Linked DNA regions of Sus scrofa: region 2 is linked to region 1. Evidence: chromatin contacts called from public promoter capture Hi-C data. All regions are on one chromosome and are shown on one strand. Each heading gives the region's core, a stretch centred on a gene start, on an enhancer-like site or on the middle of the called end of the contact. The rest is flanking DNA. Distances are from core to core; before and after follow the strand shown. Region 1 holds the start of LOC106510645 (myotubularin-related protein 9). Region 2 holds the start of YARS (tyrosine--tRNA ligase, cytoplasmic).

The links. Promoter capture Hi-C pulls out the DNA fragments that hold promoters and counts their contacts.
Region 2: a contact with region 1 is called in a promoter capture Hi-C map of fetal liver, with 2.0 times the contacts expected there. The contact joins the promoter of YARS here to the promoter of LOC106510645 in region 1. A contact is called at or near these places in 1 of 5 promoter capture datasets (fetal liver) and 1 of 2 datasets of contacts at active chromatin or transcription factors (alveolar macrophages).

Annotation. Positions count from the first base shown.
Region 1 is chr6:88,710,845-88,714,951 of Sscrofa11.1, reverse strand. It overlaps LOC106510645 (myotubularin-related protein 9), which reads left to right and starts at 2,104. Exons shown (of 11, transcript XM_021095804.1): 1 at 2,104-2,292; 2 at 2,444-2,763; 3 at 2,944-3,052; 4 at 3,270-3,395; 5 at 3,511-3,684. The coding sequence starts at 2,579.
Region 2 is chr6:89,117,540-89,121,720 of Sscrofa11.1, reverse strand. It overlaps YARS (tyrosine--tRNA ligase, cytoplasmic), which reads left to right and starts at 2,884. Exons shown (of 14, transcript XM_013999119.2): 1 at 2,884-3,250; 2 at 3,360-3,484. It overlaps S100PBP (S100P-binding protein), which reads right to left and starts at 2,718. Exons shown (of 8, transcript XM_021095828.1): 1 at 2,579-2,718.

The DNA of each region.
Region 1 (4,107 bases), core at 855-3,354:
GCAACAAAGTAAGGGTTCACTTCGGGGGTGGGGGCAACAAAGGAGTAGGAAAAAAGCCCCAGATCCACTCGAACTTGGTCTTTGAGGGTTAGATTTTTGTTTTTGTTTTTTTTAAGGGGAAGAACAAAGAGGCTGGGATTAATCATCATCTTGTGACGTTTCTGTTTCTGTGACATTTCTTCATTTCCTTTTTTCTTTTCTTTTTTTTTTTTTTTTTTTTTTTTGTCTTTTTGGGGCCGCACCTGCAGCACATGGAAGTTCCCAGGCTAGGGGTCGAATCAGAGCTGCAGCTGCTGGCCTACGCCACAGCCACAGCAATGCCAGATGTGAGCTGCATCTTTGATCGACACCAGAGCTTGCAGCAATGCCAAATCCTGAACCCACCGAGTAAGGCCAGGGATGGAACCTGTGTCCTCGTACTAGTTGGGTTTGTTATTGCTGAGCCACAATGGGCTGCTCCGCGGCATATGGAGTTTCCCAGGCTAGGGGTCAAATTGGAGCTGTAGCCACTGGCCTATGCCAGAGCCACAGCAACTCGGGATCTGAGCCGCTTCTGCAACCTGCACCACAGCTCACGGCAACGCCAGATCATTAACCCACTGAGCAAGGGCAGGGATCGAACCCGCAACCTCATGGTTCCTAGTCGGATTCGTTAACCACTGCGCCACGACAGGAACTCATGTGACGTTTCTTAATTGTAGTTTCAGGCGTCAGGATGTCTCTGGTTTAAGATTATCTGGCTAGGGAGTCCATGGCTTCGGGCTGATGAGCTGTTACCTCATCTTGCCCTGGAGAAACAACTGGAGTTTGTCTGTTAATGACGATATCTAGAATAGCAATTTTAGTACATTAGTGATGTTACTGACAACAGCAATTTTAGTCACCTCACTCTGGTTGATTATTCAGTTAGCACAAGATTATGGTCAAAGGGGACAAAAAGGGGATTAAAGTTTGGATAGAGAGAATCATAAACTCAGTAAGAGAACTTGCTTTTATTTTTTTTTAATTTTTATTTTATTTTGTTTGTTTTTTTGTCTTTTTTAGGGCCGCACCCGCGGCATATGGAGGTCCCAGGCTAGGGGTCTAATCGGAGCTGTAGCCACAGCCACAGCAACGCCAGATCCAAGCCGGGTCTGTGATCTACACCACAGCTCATGGCAATACTGGATCCTTAACCCACTGAGCGCGGCCAGGGATCGAACCCACAACCTCATGGTTCCTAGTCGTTGTTAACCACTGAGCCACAACGGGAACTCCGAAAAAATAAAAATCTTAAAAAAAAAAAAAAAGAAATGCAAAAAAAAAAAAGAGAGAGAGAGAGAACTTAGTTTTAGGGGGACTTGGTTTCAGTGATACTACCCTAATTTCTGACAGCATAGATTCGCTTTGCCTTTTTGTATACTTTCCAGTGTTCTCAACTTCAGCATGGATCAGAATTGCCTGGAAAGCTTGTTTAAGCAGATTGCTGGGCCCCATTCCCAGAGCTTCAGATTCAGTGTATGTCAGGTAGGGCCTGATAATTTGCATTTCTGAGGAATTCCCATCCCAGCTGATTTCAGCTGGTCTGGAATTTTACAATTCGTACTCTTTTATGTCTGATTCCTTTCACAGAGTGGTTCCAACTTTATGTTTATATGATGGGGGGGAGGGTCCACCGATGACTTCATTATTTGAAAGAAGGGTCTTGCACACACACAAAAGCCTGAAACCTGGTAGACCAGAAGGCTCGTTAAAGGCAGGGAGACATTTCTTCTTGGTAATCAGCCTTTAACACGGTGTAGGCATCAGTGTTAAAGAAATATAAGAACACTTGGATGGATGGGTCTTCCAGCTTAAGTGCGTCTTTTCCCAGGCTGAAAACTCTGTGAACGGAACTTCCCTCGGCCATCCTTGCGTCTCAACACCCAATGTAAGGCCCAGCTCGGTGCAGAGTCCATTCATGTTTGGTGGAAGGATGGAGAGACGCGGGATGGGGCTTCTGTACCAGAAGTGGCCCCCATAGAGGGCGCCCTCAGGCAGGGACTTCCAGCTGTGGTGGGGGAGGGGCGCCAGCGACACAGCTGCTTGTGTTTAAGGTGGACCAGGGGATTTTCCCCCCACCCTGCCTCCGCCGTAGGGGAGGATGCAGACAGTTCCCCGTTTCACATCTACCCTTTCTACCCCTTCCACCAGGGTACAGGAGAAAGACGGTCTTTTCCTTTATTTTTTGAAATCAGTGGGAGTGCCAGCTCCCCAGAATTAAAAACAACAGCAACACACAAAAATGAGGTCCTCCGGCAACTCAGGCAGGAGGTAAAGGGCTTTACCAAGGTTATTCTCCCCATTTCACAGATGATGAAATTGAGGTTTCCTTAACAGTTTCTACTAGCCCCAGGGTCTCACTAAGAAGTGTTGGCAATGGGGGGGGGGGGTCCTGTGACGCTGTGTGATCTTTTCCTCCAAGGGGCCTCCTTAACAGCTGTCCTGCCGGCGTCGCCAGCTGCCCAGCCAGTTCCTGTCCCTTTCGGAGTCCGCGCTCACCCGCCTGACGCTCCTAGAGTCTGTCCTCCTGTCGGGCCCCAGGCCCTCCGCTGGAGGAATGGAGTTCTCGGAGCTGATACGTACGGGCCAAGCCCAAGCCGAGCTCCTGCGGGGCTCGGAGACGCCCCCGCTGCGCGGCACGCTCTGCGTCACCGGCCACCACCTGCTGCTGTCGCCAGGGGCCCAGGCGACTCCAGATCTGTGGCTGCTGCTGTTGCGTAGTGTCGACTCCATCGAGAAGCGGTGAGAGACGTGGCGGCGACGTCCGGGTAGTTGGGGAGCGCGCGGCTCCGCAGGGAGAGGGGGAAGGGCAAGCGCTGTTGGAGCTGGTGCGCCCCTGCATAACGTGCGACCCTACGAAACTCCCTTCTCCTCCCCTGGTCGGGGGCGGGGGACATTAAGCCTAAACCCGTACATCTCTAGGGTCGAGGGTGACTCCGGCACCATCACGCTGCGCTGTAAGGACCTGCGAGTGTTGCAGCTAGAAATAGAGGGCGTGGAGGCGACGCTGGACATCGCCCGCTCCATCGAGGTCCGCCAAGGGTGCACCAGAGGCCCTTAAGCTACCTATCCCTTAACGAGGGGGTCAGCGGGGGTTATCGCTCAAGGGGACCCAGCATCCAGTGTTATTCTGGAGCAAAGCTAATGGCAAAGAGATGCAGAGGGTTCTGGAGTAGATGGAGAGGCGAGAGCTGCGGTGCGGAGGGCTGGATTCCAACCTTTCCCAGATGCCTTGACTTCCTTCCCAGGCGCTGTCCTCCCTGGAATCAGTCATCACCTCCTTTCCATTCTTCTACCGTCCCAAGAGCTTGAGATTGGGCGATGCCTGGCACTTCCACCCGCCCGAAAGCTACTACAAGAGAGTAGCTCGCGAGGTGGGCGCGGTCGTGGGGGCCTGGGAATGTGGAAGAGCCGGCCCTGGAAGGGGAGCAGGGACGGGGCACTCACTGGGAGCCCTAGACCTGATCTTTGCTCCTTCTTGTGCCACAGACCAACGCTTGGCGGCTGAGCGAGGCGAACGAGGACTTCAGTTTGTGCCCCAGTTACCCCCGCGCTGTGATCGTGCCTCGAGCGGTGAACAACGATGCCCTGGCGCGCAGCGCCCGCTTCCGCCAGGGAGGCCGCTTCCCGGTTCTCAGCTACTACCACGCTCCCAGCGGAACTGTGAGCCCCGCCCCTCCCCAGACCCCGCCGCTAGAAGCCTCTGCTCCCTCCTTGGGTCTTCTCTGCACTGGTCTGGCCAGTTCGTTGCCCGGCTGTTGCCTGGCGGCTGTTGCGGGGCTCCGGCTCTATTCTGGCTCTGCCCCCCTCGGCTCAATCCTGCTTTCACCGACGCGGACCCCGCCCCTCTCTCCGGTTTTCGGAGCCTCGCCTATGTCCCGCCCAGACTTCGGCTGGTTTGGGCCCCCTGGAGCCTCGTCCCTCCTTTGTCAACCCATGACCCACCCACGGTCTACCCATCAGGTCCCTACCCACTCCGGCCACAAGCCACCCAGACCTGGGTCCGACGCCCATGGGCCTTCTGCGCCCCTTCCGGCTCTAGCCCTGCTCCAGTGTGTATGTAGCCCTGGCCTAGGGACCCTATGA
Region 2 (4,181 bases), core at 1,635-4,134, 410 kb before region 1:
AGCCACGTCTGCAACCTATACCACAGCTCAGAGCACTGCCAGATCCCTGACCCACTGACTAAGGTATCTGCTGTTGCCACAGCTGTGGCACAGGTTGCAACTGCAGCGAGGGTTGGGAACTTCCACATGCCATGGTCATAGCCCAAAATAAATAATAATTTTTTTAAAAGCGTGTTAAAATTTAAGAAGTCTCAGTGGGGAAAGATACAATGATAACAATCTGAAGTTTCAACTGTCCTCCCTTGTAAAATAGGGATCATCATAGTACCTACCGCATTAAAGTTGTCACAAGAATTAAATGAGTTCATGCACATAAAGCACTTAGCATAGTAGAGGTACAATGTTAAAAGCTAAATAAGTAGTGGCTATAGTTATTATTTCACCCCACCATCATCGCTTCCCTTAAGAGTCAGCCTTAAAAGAAGCTTAGGAATGGTAGGAAAAGAGCATTAAGCTGATGGGAAACTTCCCCTGGTCCTGGCTTGTTAAGAAATTATCCAATATGCTCTAATCCCTTCTAATTTAACCCAGCATACTACCAACCACATTGTCACAATAAATTGATTAAAAATGAGGCTGTAGAGACATCTGAAATATCAGGCAAATTCTGCAAATTAATGGCCACTTAAGTATCTTACATAGAGGCAGTGGACTAAAACTTAGAGACCTCTGTCATTCACTTGAGGTCTCTGAACTTCAATATGGATGAGAATACCCATCTGTGAAATAGGGGCTGTTAACATCAAACACAGATTATCTATCACGAGGATCAAATGAGGGGATGTTTATGAAAGCTGAATTTAGTAAATTTGAAGGGAGGAAAATAAAATCTCAGATAAAACTGAAGTTCCAAAGTGAAGTTCCACAAGACAACATGAGCACTTCTCTATCTGCCATTCTACCATCATCTGACTTCCTTGGCATTTGCTTTGCAGTGATCTAAAATATGAGATCTCCTGATTTTTAAGGGAAAAATATTTTTCCCATCTCTCAAGTCTCTTAATTCCTCTGCTCCCCATCCTCCTTTGACCCTATTCTGTCCTTCCAAGTCTCTCTCACCTGTCCACCCACTTCTTCACTTCAGTTTACCACCCCCTCGCTCTGTTCTCTAACCTCCTGGTTGCAACCTCAGAAACTGGTTCCCTTTCTATTTTTATTGTACCCAAGAAAACTTACTGCCTGAAAGCACAAAGCCTCATTTTACTCAGGTCACTGAAACTGCAACAACAGATGCAACCCCATACCCTCTTTCAAGGCTCTAAAACCAAGACCATTACCAACTTGTATCTGACAGGTATGGCCAAGGGCAAGGACTGTTTCCAAGAGACCAAACTTCCTCAATCAAAGGCTGGACCTATGATTTCCAACTTTTCCTAAATGCAATACATGTGAGACAGACAGCACTAATGGCACTCACTAGGCTTATCACTATATAAAACGGGCATTAACATTTAAACTGAATCAAAGTAAACTGAAATTATCTGTCAGAATTTTGCAACTACCTTTGAGATAACTGTAAACAATGCAGGACAGAAAAGCAACCCAGGGCTGGAAATCTGTTTTAGGTAAGGCTTCACTTAGATAAAGATGCCAGAACTTTCCTCCCACGTGGGCTTAGAGACCAAATACCACTCAGCTGCAGCAACAGGTTTCTTTTTAACAAGAAAATGTTTTTGAAATGATTTAAGACAGGTTTGTTAAAGCTTGAAGCCTCTAACAAATCCACAGGAAACTGGAGATCAGGTTGGGGTAGCAGGTGGGCAATTGAATCACTTCCTCTCCAGGGCCCACCCTGAGGTGCCAAATGCCTGCCATCCCGCCCAGGAAGGAACTGGTGGCGCCTCCAGTGCTCGAGAGCTTGGAGGAAGGGGGCCGCAGTCCACCCTTCGTAGGATGCGGTTCTACCTCCCCCAGCTCTCCCTTGTAAGTGCTATAGGCATCGCCCTCGGGGCAGGGCCTTCGCACTTCCCTCCTCCCTAAAGACCAAGAATTCCCGCCTCCCCGCGGAAGGCGGGAGAAGCGCTGGGCTGGCACCCCACCCCTCCCCCAGCAGGGGCAAAAGCGGCCCCCCCAGCTGGTAACGATGCACCCTCACCCTGCAGACGGCTGCCCACCCTGACGTCCGCTGGACCCGGGGCTGGCTCTCCCCTGGGGCGGGTCTGCCTTCCCCTCCCCAGCCCGCAAGGCGCGGCCGGAAAAATAGTCACCCCCCCCCAACCCGCGCCGCAGTGTAGGGGGCAGAGGCAACCCTCCCCCCTCACCTCCACCACCCCACCCCCACTGGGTAGAGAGAACGGACCTCGCTCCGCGCTCTCGGGTAACCAGACAGCCTCCCTTTGCCTCGGCAGAGTGAGGGGCATCTATCGCCCACCGACAAGGAGGTGGGGAGGCAGAGACACTATCCCCCTCCCGCCGCCATCACCTCAGAAATGATAATAAGCCCTTTCCCAGCTGGGCAAGGGCCTCTCAACCCCTCAGAGGGGCGGACGGTGTGCGCGGCCCTCTGGAGAAGCAACAGGCGCCCCCATCCCCCGCCCAGCCAAGGAACGCCGACCCCCTCCTCCCTCCGGCTGTTCACCTCCGGAAGCCGGGCCGAAACCTAGACGAACGACTGCGCCTCACTCCGCCCCCTGCGCCATTTTATCGCCCCCTCCCCGACCTCCCCCACCCCGAGGCAGCCGGTCCAACGCCAGGGGGAGGGCAAACGGTTAGTGATTGGCAGGAAACCGCCCCGCCTACCAGAGGGTTGGGCCCGGCGCAGGCGTCGCAACCCCGCCCCTGCACTGCCTACCCCGCCTATTTGCTCCACCCCTTTTCGTCTCATCGACTCGTTCGACTTTCCACTGCTCCTGACTCTCTCCTGGCCACTAGCAGGAGAAGGGTCCAGACCGAGCAAGCCGAGCGACGAGCTCAGCTGATGCAACCTAACTGGACCCGCGTGACAGTTCCCTGCACGCGGTGGCGGTAGCCACCGAAGGCGCACGGGTGTCGGGCGGAACGCCGGAGACGGGATCGACAAAACCATGGGAGACGCTCTGAGCCCTGAAGAGAAGCTGCACCTTATCACCCGGAACCTACAGGTCGAGCCTCGGGGTTGGAAGTGCGCGGATGCGGACAGGGGGCCGGAAGTCCTGTGATCTTGAGCAGGGCTTCAGGGTTCTAAGGCTGTGGGGCCGAGCACTCCGCAGCCTTGAGAGAAGCTGCAGTCTTCACTGCCCTTCCGTCAGTCAGTCAGTCTAGCAGCCGTTACGTAGGTACCACAGAAATCACGGTTGAGCTCACCTCATGCGTGCAGTTACTTGTGTTGAGCCAGGCTTTGAATCCAGGGCTCCCACCCAACCCACTTTATTATGTGCCAGGCGCGGTGCTAGGAGCTGTGGATACATCAGGGCCCTGCCCTCCCAGAGCATATCCGGAGGAAACCAGATGTTGAAAATGACCCATAATCCAGACATTTAATTGCGGTTGAAACAAGCAGTGGAAGGTACTTTATGCAGAGATCTTTCTTGAAAAGAAATTATGAGGGAGGGCTGGGGAGTGTCAGGGAAGGCTGAGGAAGTGATCTCTAAACTGCGCTCTAAACGATGCAGATCACCTCTTCACTCCACATTTGTTCCGGCTGTTTCCTTCAGGAGTAGATGTTAACCAGAATAATGAGGGGAAGAACTTGTCAGGTGGAAGGAACCCAGGTCGGGAAGCAGAGGGGAGAGAGAACACTGGTTCAGAAAGAAGGCTAACTTGGCTGGAGTAAAGGGAGCAAAATGCGGATCAAGCACTTAGTAAATATTTACATTGCTCATTCCCTTGACTTTTTCAGGCTTCTATTGTCACATTGTCCAGAAGGCCTTTCCAGACTGCTTTATGTAAATAACAACCCCCCTGCCACCAGAACTGCTTCATCTCTTGCTCTACCTTTTTCTGTTGTTATTTCCCCTTTAGAATTTATCACCGCCTGACATAACTATATATTTTACTTGTTTGTTTAGACTTGTTTGTTTAGGAGGAGTAGGCAGGGACCAGGTTATGAGGGCTTTGAAGGCTGTGTTTAAAATTGAGGTATTGAGAGTTCTCATGGTGGCTCAGTGGTTAACGAACCCGACTATCAGCCATGAGGACGCAGGTTCGATCCCTGGCCTAGCTCAGTGGGTTAAGGATCTGGCATTGCCATGAGCTGTGGCGTA